Linked DNA regions of Zea mays: region 1 is linked to region 2. Evidence: chromatin contacts called from public Hi-C data. All regions are on one chromosome and are shown on one strand. Each heading gives the region's core, a stretch centred on a gene start, on an enhancer-like site or on the middle of the called end of the contact. The rest is flanking DNA. Distances are from core to core; before and after follow the strand shown.

Evidence for each region. A called contact is a pair of places that touch in the nucleus more often than the background predicts.
Region 1: a contact with region 2 is called in a Hi-C map of endosperm, with 1.9 times the contacts expected there. The contact joins the promoter of LOC103646803 here to the promoter of LOC100192740 in region 2. A contact is called at or near these places in 3 of 25 Hi-C or Micro-C datasets (bundle sheath, ear and endosperm).

What each region holds. Positions count from the first base shown.
Region 1 is chr2:107,877,368-107,884,287 of Zm-B73-REFERENCE-NAM-5.0, forward strand. LOC103646803 (auxin-induced protein 15A) reads right to left here and starts at 4,361. Exons shown (of 1, transcript XM_008671460.4): 1 at 2,791-4,361. The coding sequence starts at 3,778. The coding sequence ends at 3,383. LOC103646802 (WD40 repeat-containing protein HOS15) reads left to right here. Exons shown (of 14, transcript XM_008671459.4): 13 at 2,281-2,355; 14 at 2,446-2,970. The coding sequence ends at 2,665.
Region 2 is chr2:108,078,240-108,085,618 of Zm-B73-REFERENCE-NAM-5.0, forward strand. It overlaps LOC100192740, which reads left to right and starts at 5,629. Exons shown (of 6, transcript NM_001137939.2): 1 at 5,629-5,842; 2 at 5,965-6,045; 3 at 6,128-6,256; 4 at 6,893-6,955. The coding sequence starts at 5,729.

The DNA.
Region 1 (6,920 bases), core at 3,111-5,610, 200 kb before region 2:
GGGGGATTAGATAATGATAGTTAGAGATAAGATTAGAAGATTAGTTGAGATTATCTAGGAGATTACTTGAGATTATCTAGGAAGATTGTCAGTTAGTAGTTGTTGAGAGTTTTTAGGAGAGTTTTAAGAAGATAAGAATCTCTAGCTAGATAGGGGCGGCCAGCTGACCTATTTATGTAATCAATGGATGAGAAATAAAGTAGACAAAATTAGAAGGGAGAAACCCTCCTCTTGCTCGGCCGTGGGCAGAGGCCCCCGGCCAACGTTCCTGCCCATCGATACCCCTCTCCAATCCCTCACCGATCTAGCGACCATAACCCCCAAAGACAAGGATCTAAGCTGAGAGCAGGGATAGGCCCTTGGCTCTGGCCATGCTCCAGGCCACAATCTCCTCTCCAGCTAGAACCAAGGCAGAAGTGAGGCGTGGAAGTTTTCCATTAAAGACACAATCGTTTCTGTGCTTCCAAATGACCCACCCACCCAGGAGGATGAGGGAGTTCAGGCCATTCTTAACAGAATCGCTCACAGAGCTAACAGCCTGCTTCCATCAATCGAGAAAAGAAGTTGAATAGAGCAGGCAATGGCAGCAAGGCCCAATCTCTGTAGTAGGATGTACCAAAATTGTCGTGCAAAAACACAATTTACCAGCAAATGGTTGATGTTTTCAAATTCCTGATCACATAGAAGATAGCGAGCTGGATGAGGCAGGTTTTATTTTGGTAAATATGTTTGTTTGTGTGCCGTGATATTTTAAAACCACACAATAATATATTGATGACTATATTACAGTAAATAGTTCCATTTAAATTATGTTCCCAAGATAAATTGTCTAGTGTACAAAAATATAAAATATTTGTGCAAACATGGTCCCTCAGTTTCTACTTATAGGGTTGATGGCAACTTGGTTTTGTGCTTTGTCACACTCATACACTTCTCCATTCATTGATGTGGATCATTCCCTTGGATGGTTATCATCCTAATAGTCTCCATTAATTGTTGCGTCAGCTCCAATGAACAAAAGAAAAATTTTCTTGGACATCAGTGGGTATTTTGGGACAGCGCGCATGGTTCTGCAATTACCAGCTTGATAATGCAAGTACCCACAACCCTTTCATAAACTCCCCTGGCTCCTCCCCCGCCACTAGTTTGTAGATCAAGTAATTAGGCAGCCACATACAGGAGGATGGAGAGATCCAAATCCAATCGAAGGGAAAAGAATGGAAGAAACAAAAAGTATGAACGACATCTATTTCTGTGAATTTGAGAATGATGATACTGGATACCAGCTGCTGCTGTTGGCTGTAAAGTAATGCATTTTTTTTTTCTCTCGAATATGCAGGAAAACGCGTATCATTGCATTAAGAAAGAAGATGAAAAGGTCAAAAGGCCTTACAACACACCCCTACAAACCCAACACAACAACAACTAAAAAAAATCACCTTTAAACAGAACAAAGACCAGACCACCAGCATGTATTTTCTCTCATAGGGTATGTATCAAGCTCTTCCATTCTCTACCATCAGATATCAAATCCAAGAGCATTTATTTTGACTGAGACCTGTAGAGTCACATGGAATCACATTTGACATTCGCAGCACGACTCTCCTGATCCTAGGTTGTGTATCACGATCCTGGTTTGATACTTGCCCAAGAAACGACTCAGGGAATGATACATATCATCTAGCCTGGGTAGTATCCTAGTATTATACGATACCACGACACGTCACATATCGGATACTGATAACCATGGCTACGCCAAATTTGGTAGATGGTATACACCGCAAATTGTCATTCTAATTAGTCCCCTTCAAGTTTGTAAGGTATACTTTGGCTACCCATACTGGACTCACTGTGGTTCTTTGAGATCTAATATCTCATGGGTATCATGATCAGTAGTGTCATTGTGAATCAGTTTTCCTTGTGTAGTTGGTTATTAGCGATTCTCATTATTCAATACAATCAAAGTATCATACTTATGTGTGTGGCACACGTAAATCATCCCTTTCAAGATGAAAGAAATCATCATGGAAGAACAGAAAATGGTCAACAGCAACAAAACTTGTTACACTTAGTTTGGGGAATTTGGCACTATACCTTGTTCTGGCCAGTTTAGCATCAGGAATATTATCTCATGTTGCCGCCACGGATTGTTCACGTAACAGAGATAAGACCATTGTTATAGGTGTAACTTGGACTGTACAGCTATGGAGTTGGTTTCTTGCCTCGAAGGACCAGAACTGCATCACAGCTTTGATTGACTATTTCCGTTTCGCTTTGCAGCGCATCTTTTGATTCAACCATCAAGCTTTGGGAAGTTGAGCAGGGACGCCTTCTGTACAGCTTGTCCGGTCATAGGTATTGACACCACACGAGAAGCAAAATTATTCTGATAATTTGCTGTGCTAGCTTGCTTGCGATGTTAACGGAGCTCATGTGTGGCTGTAGGCAACCAGTGTATTCTGTTGCATTTAGCCCTGACGGCGAGTACTTAGCGAGTGGGTCCCTGGATCAGTGCCTACACATCTGGTCTGTGAAAGAAGGCAGGGTCCTGAAGACCTACAGAGGTACTGGGGGCATATTCGAAGTGTGCTGGAACATAGAAGGCACCAAGATTGCTGCCTGTTTCTCCAACAACACCGTCTGCGTCATGGATTTCCGGATGTAGCCCAACCAGTAGGGGTAGCGACGTAGTGCAGATCAAGCCTAAAACAAGTCTGGATCACAAGCCCTTCCCATGGAAACGTGTGAAGAGAGCGGAATTGTTAGCAGAATGCAGATCTTAGGTGGTGGTTTTTTTTTTTGCCCATGTACAGTTCTTTTTTCCTAGGTTATACTGTAGCGATGCGTTAGTAGCATGGAAATGTTTTGGTGGCAATCCTCCTAATTTCTGAATGCAATCTTACCATATTTAAACTCTTAAGTATTCCATCGTTTTATATAGTCGAGAAATACAAATTTCCATTATTGACACTTGGAAGAGAGTTGTAGAGAAAAAGAAGTGTCGCACATGGCTAGAGCACACTAGCTGAGATGAGACAGTATATAATACTCCTGAATACCAGTGAACCGCGTTTGCAGCACATGCATGTAGATGCACAATCTTGAGGCTCCGGTGTCATGCTTATTCCCAGGCCAGCACCAACTAGTACTACAAGGCATCCATGGATGCATGCATGAAACATTCTGATCGAATCTTCCTTTATCATCTTCATCATACGTCAGTTTACAAAAGAATTTGTACGAAAACGAACACCACTACTTCACCGTACTAAGTCGTCTAGCTATCTACACAGCTCGATCGATACATGTATGCCTGCATCTGCAAATCTGAAGAACGCACACGACGATCTCGCTGCGTGCCAAAGATAATGAGAGGTATACGCTAGCTGGCACGCGCCCACCGCGTCGGTCCGGCCGCCGGCGACCCCCGAGCCCTGCCGCCGCGACGCCTGGACTGCTCGAGCGCGGCGACGGTGGCCTGGAAGTCCTCCTCGCGGCAGGGGATGCGGAGGCCGCCGGCCTGCGCGAAGCCGAACTCCTCCGCGGCGCGCTCCATGAGCTCCCGGAACGCCGGGTGGCTGAGGTAGCTGGTGCGGACCACGAACCGCCGGGACTCCGCGCCCACGTACACGGCGAAGTAGCCCTTGGGCACCGCGCCCGCCGCCGCCGCCGCCTCGCCTTGGTCGTCCTCGTCCACCAGCAGGGCCCGGTGCTCCCTCTCCGCCGGCTTCCTCCCGTACAGCCGCCTCGGCGCCCGGAAGTACCCCATGGCCATCATCACGACCGCCACACTAGCTTTCTCGGTCGATGCGATGCAATAACAACGTGTCTTCTTGTACCCGGCAGAGGAATTCCTGGTTGTCTTCGAGTTCTTGGCGCCGGCCGGCCGGCTCGCAGCCGAAGACTAGGTAGCAGGAGAAGAAGATGGAACGGAGAAAAGATAGATGGGAATGGGATGAGAGAATGGGTTCCTCGATCTCCTCTTTATATTGTTGTTTAGTGCTTCCCTCTTGTTCCTACAGCTAGCTGTAGCTAGCCTTGAATGTACATGGCCTTTTCTTCTTCTTCAGGAACTCCGAATCAAATAGCTGTAACATAACACCTAGCTAGGGCTGTTTCTCCGATCAATCCATCGATGTTACCTAGAATACGCAATATATAGTATGCAGGTTAAAAAAATGCATCAACTAACAGGCCGGCCCCACATTCAAGAGGAATGAAGAGAGATAGATAGAATCCTTGGGGCATAAAATTTATCGCCATTGTACGATGCAGCGGCCGGAAGAGGACAGAATCAATGGTCTGAATCTGAACGAAGAAATGGACAGAGAGGGTACGGTAGTGCGTCATTCATGATCACGATGTACGGAGTTATTTTTTTTTCCTACTGTGTGAACTAACCTGCTAGACATATACGTCGTGATTCGTGATGGACTTTACCTGCTGTACGTACAAGAAACAAACATGCATCATGTCTCAAACGATCAACTGTCAGCGTTGTCACATGCATGATGCAAGAAGCTTGATTAATTAGTTCATTCACTCTGGAATCATCACACGACTATCCATGCACATGCATGCATGCATGTACCATTATTGCTGTTACGACGCGTGGACGCGGAGCTGGTAATAATCAGGTCATCAGAGGCGACTCTGAATGCAAATAAGCAAGCTAGCTCAGGAGTAGAACAATAATAATTAATAAAGGTTTCAATATGTATGTGTGGCGTGTGGGTGCACTAGGCTGGCATATCCAACATAGGATCGACTCGGTTAGCTGTACAGGAATTAGTTTATCCAATATAGGATCGTCCACCCACAACACGAGCTGCAGCGAGCCGAGCCGAGCTGACTCGTTCTTTTCACGAGCCACAAAAACAGACTCGGCTCAGACTCGTTCTAAGCGTCGAGCCGAGCAGAGCTGCTGCGAGCCCGAGCCAGCTCGTCGAGCTCGAGTTTTTTTTCCAGCCCTATACAACACCATCATGAACGTTTCCGTCTAAGATTCACGAAAATTAGCTAATTTTCATCAATGTATGTTAATTCTCACAAAAAATACACTAAAAGCACATACTAATTACTAAAAGATTCATGCAATAACCAATGTTTATTAGCCTAATAAAACATAAATTTTGTAGGCCAGGACCGACATCCCATTAATTGCGATAAATCAGTAGAAACTGGCCAAATTCAAATTCAAACTAGTTTTTGAATTGAAACAAATCGACATCGATTAATCGGTCCATAGTGAACTGATAAACGGACAACACCGGTGCAAAAATCTAACCACTTGTTTTTTTGGCAAATAAAGCACATTGAGGTCCTAAAATTTGAACAAAAGATATGGCCTAAATGTTATCATAAGTCCAATAACATTTAGAAGTTCAAATACATTGAAAACCAAAAGCAGCAGTCGTGGAAGATGTAGTTAGTAGTGATTCATGATATCAACATTAAAAACAATACTAAGTGTTCCCATCATGTTTTGGTTAGCGAAACGAACACAACCAAATAATAGCTCTATTGCATCAACCTTAGGGTATGTCCAACCCAATTAAATGAGGGTTCTCTTGAGGGGTATCTAGAGGGCTAAGTGAAAAAATAAAGAGACGAGCTCTTCACGAAGAGTCAGTCTCTACAAGACTCTCTATATATTATATCTTGACTGTATTTATTATCTAGGAGCTCAGGGTTGTATCATGCAGTCTCTTAGATGTCTCTTGTATTTGGAAAAAATGTTCCAAGGGCTATATGCCCATATATTTCATTTGGTCCAACCATGTCAAGCTCGTAAGGGTTTCATATGTGTACTTTCCATTTGGCATGTTGCTGAACTTTCTCTGTAAGAATCCATAAGAATCCATCTATTACATGGATGAACTTTTCCTTCCGGTGAAGAAAACTCTCTAAGAATGCGTAATTTGTTCCAAATCTGGTGGCATTCCACCAAATACCCCACCGATTGCCTCCATCATGGAATGTAAATTGTTATGATTATAAAGAAACCATGATATCCGCCTAGCACTTTGAATCACAATATCATGCTCAGGAAAATTCTAATATCCTCAACATCAAATTTATGGTATGAGCCACACACGGCTACCACATAATAGAAGGATGCTTCGTGACTACCATATGATATGTATTTTTGTATTTTGCTTCATTATCAGTGATAATCTAAACCACATGTTCTGGACTAATTTCTATCACCACGTTCATGATTTTCTACATTTGTTATCCATTGTCTCTTGCGATATTTGCACCTGAATCTAGGATATATGTTGTCCCCGTGTTCTCAAACCGAATCAATTCAATCCGACATTCCTGAAAATAGAAATAACATGACCTATTACTACAAGTATTGTTATCCTATATTGCATGTAGCAGTGGTAATTTGAAAAGATTTCTAGTGAAAAGGAGAAAAAAATTCCCCAAACCCTAACTCCTACTTGGTTGCCGGCTAATTAGCAACCTAGCCGATATATAAAACACATCGATTTATCGGCTTTGGGGAGCGGCTAATTTGTAATCCTAGCCTATATATCAGTTTTTTTGTACTTCCCAAAACTGCCATGATTTTTAGTTTTAAAAATATGTTTTGTATTTTGACATTTGATTTCACCAGAAAGTCTTCCAAATAATACGTAGTATTTATAGAAAAATTGACGTCAAAAGTTTTTGAAATTTACAATATTTTTTCAAAATCAAAATCTAGAACCGGTGTATCGGCGTTACTCGCCGGATTAGTCGATCGGTTCCATGACCCTTTACGGGGGGTGGCCGATGTAACATCCTAATTTTTGAACCATCAAATTTTTATTTACTTTGATAAGGATCGAGTGATTTAGACACACTCAACATGGTTTTATATATTGTATTGTATTATAAATAAACTAAAACGAATTATAAGGCAGAACTTG
Region 2 (7,379 bases), core at 4,379-6,878:
AAATTCTATAGTCCTTGCTTATGTAAATTCATAAAATTGTTGTGTTATTTGAAATTCTGACCAGGTATTGTGTTACGACAAGAAAGATGTTAAAGTTTAGAGCCTGATAAATTATACCACAGAGAATGCTAACTGGGCCATCGAAATTTATCATAATAAGAATTAAATGTTAGCTTCATTTTTATTTAACAGATCCCCTACGTGATGTGACATTTTTGTATGTGTCAGGTAACTTTCTTGTGAAGAGAGGTTATAACATTGATGCAAAGAGGAGGCTTGCAACCAGCAGTAATTCTAAATACTCCACCGCTATTAGTTAATGGCATTACTTTCAAAGATGTACCTAAAGAGGTGCTAACTGTCAACGCCAGTTTTCTTTTTGGTGTTCCGAATTTACAAATTCTAACTGAACTTTTCCACTACTGCGACGTATTTTGTTGCACCTATATATATTGAAAGCAGCACTTGACAGATTTTGTGTAAATGCATTGTTGCTTCATTCATGTTGTGTATAATTTGTAGTGCAGTTGAGAATGCAGTGCATGCGCCTCTATGTACAGAATACTAACTGGAATCATCCTCATTCGATGTCAGGTTGCTCACATTGGGGGGCTACTACTGTGAAGATGAGGTAAAAACAATGGTTCAGAAAATGCTTAATCTTGGTATTCATTGATAAATCATTATGCCATCTGCTTTCATCATCCTAGGAGAAGCACTAGCAAGTAGAGAGTGTCAATGAATTTACGACGATACTTGCCAAGCGTTGAGTTACACAAGCCATCAAGCCATGTTGATAACAGAGACTTATATCGGGTATAAATCTGTTCTCCTCTAGCTTTATTGTCAGATCTCATAGTATTATGCATGGAGAAGTGTATATAATTAATTTTTCAATAATCCCTAGAGTCTTTTCTTTCATTCATTACCAAAGTTGGTTCCCTTATTTATGTCTGCCATTGTTCATTCAGGATTCAAAGCAATGCTCGCAGATCTTGGACACTTCTCCTACAACGCCATCTAGACAATTCCCCTCCCTCGTGACCCTGCACTTGATAAACCCGACCTCCTCTTTGAAGATGTGTGTTTCATGGTTCACTCTTCGTTAGTTGACAATTGATGAAGTATGTCCTTCTTTTACAGAAAAACAACAACTGCGGCTTGCTTTCACTTCTTTAGTGTACCCTTCACTAATCCTAAATGATATGCAACTGATAGGTTGTGTAGTTATAGAGGAAAAGATACGAGCCATGAATGAATGCTTAGACTGAATCATGACATCTTGCTGGCAAACCTGCAGCACATTCAATTGTGCTCTATAAGTAGTATCACTTTAATTATGCGCACACGAAAAGGCTTATCTTGCATGTTTTTAATCGGGTGGGGAGAGATTTTTTAGATTCTAAGAAACAGGTGCCATCGGGCTGCGTCCGCTAACCACCGCTGGGATGGAGGCGAAGGAAGGCGTGATGGCGACGGACTTCTTCTGGTCGTACACGGACGAGCTGCACGCGTCGCGCCACCGGGAGATCCTGGCCAAGTACCCGTAGATCAAGGAGCTCTTCCGCCCGGATCCGTGGGCCTTCCTCAAGGTGTTGTGATCTGCTTTCTTTGCGGCTTGCTCTTTGCGTCTGTTAATTTCTTTCTCCTGTGATTCTGTGTGTGCAATGCGGAATAGAGGATCCAGGATTCAGCTCTCTAGAAAGTTTGATTCACGCTGTTCCCTTTTACGACGTTTGGCGTTTGCTGAGCGGATGCAAGTCGGTTTGGATCCATTAAAGTTTTGTAGCCATGGACCATGATATGCAGATGATAGGTTGTGTAGTTATAGAGGAAAAGATATGAGCCATGAATGAATGCTTAGACTGAATCATGACATCTTGCTGGCAAACCTGCATCACATTCAATTGTGCTCTATAAGTAGTATCACTTTAATTATGCGCATACAAAAAGGCTTATCTTGCATGTTTTTAATCAGGTGAAACAACATTTTCTACTGTACATAAGGAAACACAAAGAGTAGTACAAGTAAACCCGTTCTTATAGGTAGGTGGGGAGAGATTTTTTAGATTCTAAGAAACAGGAGTGGCAAAACCATGGAAATTTTCGATATCGGGTGTGATCATTTTTTGTTTAATTCCTATAGGTGTTTTCAGCCGACTAGTTGGATCTGAATTTATCACTAAGAGACAAAGCAAGGTGACATTTGAGATTGTTCTTTTTAACTATCATGTTATTTTTGTTGGGACTTCATTATAAAGATTGATGTTTCATAATGATTTCTACTCTGGGACATAAAGACTAGGTACTAAAGATGATTTAACAATTTTAACTATCTTAGCCGGTTGATGTCGTGGCCACCTTTTTATAGCCTAATATTATTTCCCCTTTTGAACCAAACTGGAGCAAAATAACACCCCTACTTTTGTCAGTCGTGGCTTGCCTTATGATGGTCCAGTTATCCCACCCGCACCACAGCCTACACCTTCACCGGTCAGGAAGACGCACAAGAATTTGAAGTACGTACTGATCGGGGCCATTGGTGGAGGCCTCCTGCTGATAGCCATTGTTGCAGCCATTGTGTTCTGCTTTGTGTGTTCTGGGAGTACAGGGAGGAGGAATGATCAGAGAGAAAGTGGGGCATCACCAAGTGCACCATTGGGAGTGTCAGCTACCGGCACAACTGCAGCTACTGGTGGCACCTCGGGATTTGGGGAAGATAGGCTCATCAAGCACGGTCACTCAGGTGATCTATACCATGGTGTGCTCCAAGACGGGACTGTCGTGGTGGTGAAGAGGATCACTTCGCGTGTGCCTCGGAAGGATGCTTATCTGGCAGAGTTATATTTGTTTGCAAAAGGAGTGCATGAAACGCTGGTTCCTTTGTTGGGGCACTGCCTTGATAAAGAAGAAGAAAAGGTTCTTGTGTATAGGTTTGTCCGAAATGGTGACTTGTCAACTGCACTGCACAGAAAGTCAAGGGAGGAAAATGAAGGCTTGCAATCTTTGGACTGGATTAAAAGGTTGAAGATTGCAACAGGGGTTGCTGAGGCTCTTTGCTATCTGCATCATGAGTGTTCTCCACCAATGGTTCACAAGTACTAACTCATATAGTTTTGTGGATGTTATATTTGTTTGATGTGTATCTGTTAGCAAAAAAAAGTGTAAGACAACAGAGTTTTAGATTTCTCGTAGAAATTCAATCTTTATCATTACATGGGGTTTAGTAGTTGTCAGTCACTGTGGGTGCTCTGATAATTGATTTTTTTCGTTGTGGTAATGTAGGTTTCAGCAGCTATTGCAATAAGCTTTCCCCATAGACTAGGAATACGTTGAACATACGCTAATGTGTGCTAGCAATTGCTGACTCAGAAATTTAGTATCCCGTGCTTGATGCGACATGTTCCATGCATTATCTGGGTATTGGAAATTCAATGTGAACGCTGTTGTTATTTCATTTAATATTCTTGCTGAGATGTTTCTCCTGGCCTATATCATTTAAACATTCACCTATTTTGCCATACAAAATAACAGGAAGTTCTTTGTCACCCTAATTTCACTGGGAAGTTTTTTCCTTGTGTTGTTATCAATTGAGGCACATAGTAGAATAGTAGATCACAATCGATTCTGATTGTTTTGTCGTTTTGTCAGTTTTTTTTATGTCAACACGAAGGGTTCTGGCTGCATAGATGTTTCCTTCCATGGCCAGTAAATTAGATGCAATATGAAGGATTGTTGTTGACTAAATTTGTTGGTTCTCTACTACAGGGATGTGCAAGCCAGCAGCATCCTTCTTGATGATAAATTTGATGTTCGTCTTGGTAGCTTGAGCGAGGTGTGTCCTCAAGAAGGGGAAGGGCACCAAAATGTTATCACAAAGCCGTTAAAATTTTCTTCGTAAGTTTCAGATACCACCTCTGCAAGGCTTGCTTCTCTTTTCCACGCTGAATTCTTCCTTTGTGGAGTATGCAACTCCATACATATATTATATTCACTATTATTGGATCATCTTGTTTCAACGGTAGTTTTTGTTCAAGTGTTAACCATGAAATTAGTATTTACCTATTTTGTAGCATGAACTTACATGAATTACTTTTTGGATGAGCAAACAAATATTTGGTGAATTTAATAGTATGTTGTCAGCATTATTCCAGTCAATTACTATATGGCCCTGCTGTTTATGGTCTGATCTTTGTCATGTTGACGCTTTGCTGTGGACTAGAATCTGTAGGGCCATGAGAGCCTAGGAAATTGTTAACCATTTTATTCTGCCATATCTTAGCATCAATGGGAATGTAGAATCCTTGAGATCCAAGGGGTTGCGCCGTGTCCCTTACTTACACTGCGAGGACCACCATCGGCGCCCCTTCCCTTGCGTGATGGACGACATCTGCGCCATGTCCCTCGGAGATCCCCTTCCATCTTCGAGGCCGAGATCGACGCCCTCCATTCCTTACGCGATCCATTCCATCCCGAAATCCGCCCTTTCCCTGGCGAGATCCAAGGGGTCAGTGCTTTAGTGTTTTTTACCTATATATGTTTGCTGACTGATGGATGCAGATATTTCTTCACGATAGCTCTCTGCTCGCAACCATCTCCCAGCTGAGCCGCCGCGCCATCTCCCTGGCCATCACCAGTTGTGCCCTCGCGGCATTTGCAAGGTATAAATTTTGCTAACCACATTGGCCATCAGCCAGCGAACTCTTTTCTGTTTAAGTAGCATCGATTTTGTTTCTTAAAAAGGTGCTAAGTTAGGCACATTTGGAGTATTCAGTCACATTGCAATGATTGACTAGGTAGAAATATTTTCATGCTGTCTTTGATAAAATGAAATGTTGAAAGTCTTTGTTGGGTAGTAGTCGAGAGAAGTAATTAAATGCTTGACATTTATGTGATTTCTTACAGTGGGTTAGATGAAATAATCCTTTAGGGGAGTGAACTAAAGTGTTATACCGTAGAGTGACCTGATTACACAAAATCAGGGTTTCGGTGTTTTTCTTCTCATATTCAGGGATGAGGGACTGGACTACATGGCTTATAGGTTGAACTTGCACCGTGAAGTACTTCTGTAAAACTCAAAGTGCTTCTAAAATCAAAATATTGAGAGGAAATTTATTTTTTCAGTTTATGTGGTTTTGGTTTTTGTAAAAGTAAAGCAGTTCTCGTGGCAGAAACATTTTGCTCTTTTGAATTCTTTGGTGTACACTGGCAAATATTAGCATATTTGAAGAGTTGCCATTTTGATCATCATCTTCATTTGTACTTTTTGGGTCAGATCTAATAAAGCATCAGCATTAAATTTACAATGATCACCTAAATCCATGGTTTTTATTGTCTAGAGCTGGTAATGTTTCTCTGGTTTTGCATTAGTTGCTTGAAAACTGAAAGTATCTGCATGCTTCTCTATTGCATTTTACTGCACATGATAGATTTGTTTGATGTGTAGGGATTTTAAGGTATATAAAATATCTTAACTTTTAAAAGATGTTAATAAGAACATAAAATAGTAATTAGTATTTTGAATTTTAATATATCTTATCGTAATATGTTCACTCCGTAGCAACGCACGCACGAGCATCACCTAGTGTTCTCAAGAATAACGGAACGAAATTCTTTCCGTGACAAACTGAGCACCCTAATCCCAAATCGAGCGGCTGAAGCGCTGGGCTCCAGCTACTGCTGCTCGCCTGCTTCGGGACGGCCGATTGGGTGCCGGTTTGCCAAGGACATGGAGGATGCGAGCGGCAGCTCGTCGTCTCCAGCCGTCCTACGGAACAAGTATTGGGTCCTCCGCCACGGCCGCAGCGTCCCCAACGAGCGCGGTCTCATCGTCTCATCTCTGGTGCGAACCTCCCCGTCCCAAGAGCGCTCTTTTTTCCTTCGGCTTCGCGCTCCAAGCATCGCCTACCCCAAGTCCCAACCTAATTCTCTCCAACCGATGCTATCCTGGTCTGTCGACGGCAGGAGAACGGCACGAAGCCGGAGTTCGGGCTGGCCCCGCAGGGGGTCGAGCAGGCGCGCGCGGCCGGCGAAAAGTTCCGGAAGGTACCGGATCGTTGCCCCACTGCTGTGGATTCTATGTGCGGTAGTGAATCTGGCCCGTGTATTTTTCGTTTTGCGTGTGCAGGAGCTTGACGAGATTGGTGTGCCGGTGGGTTCCGTCAAGATTCGTTACTCGCCGTTCTCACGGACCACCGAGACGGCTAGAGTGGTCGCCGGTGTGCTCGGCATCCCCTTTGAAGCTCCTAGTTGCGAAGTGAGTTAGGCTTCAGCCTGGATAAGCCAATTTAGCAGTGCACGCAAATTTTCTGTGTCTGCCTTTGATGGTAACGTGTATGGGTAGGCAGGCGTTTGTTTCAATACGAATCTAGCACATTTTGTCCTGAGTTGGAATGGAATCTTGTATACGGATGATTGGTGATATAGGTTTAAGATCAATTGGGCATAATGATTATGGAATCTAGGACGATTAAGCCATGCCACCTTCTATATCTGTAACATAATATTTGAGCAAACATGGAATTTGCCTTTCTATTTTCTTTTCTCTTTATTGTCATTTGCAGAACTAGGTTGCAATGTTACTGTACCTGTAAAAAGCAAACAAGACATGAAAACTGGTACCATGGTACATATGAAAGCATCAAAGTACCTTTTTCAATTATCCTGTTCTGATTTATGATTTCTAAGGCAGCCTAAACATTACCTGGGTATATCAGAATGGATGTAATTTGCTTTAGTGTTATAAGGTCATAGCATAGTGGTAAATGTTTGATCAGTCCTCTTTTACATTTCTAGTGCTGCTATTAGAAGTCAATATATTGCAGCCAAATATTTTCAAATCAGATCTCACATAATTTTATGATCAGGTTGGCTCATAGAAGGACTTTTGCAGGCGGTGCTGGGACTTCGTGAGCGCTACTTTGGGCCATCATATGAGTTACTTTCACATGATAAGGTGGGTTTCCTTCTTAGGTTTCAGTTATATTGTTTCAGTAGAAATGAAATGACATTCTTGTCATATGAGCATCTACTGAGGTATTTGATACATGTTCAATTCTATAAAATGAATTGGTTGGTGAAATCTAAGTGATGCATTTTCATCTATAATCTAAGAAATCTTAGTCCTTCTAGCAACCTCCGCTTTGTCAGACATAAAAATGTCTTTATAGACATCCATCATCCTTGTATTTATCCTTTCAACTTTGTCAGTCACGGATACAGAACAAGGTTATATCTGAACCCACAGTTTGTCCAGCTGTTTTAGCATCGGAATTATCTTTGCCCCTGCGTAGATAGTTCCGATGCAGAAACATTTGGACAAACTCTGGATTTGGACAAACTCTGGGTCTAGTTGACACCAAGGCAAGTTGGAGCCGCTG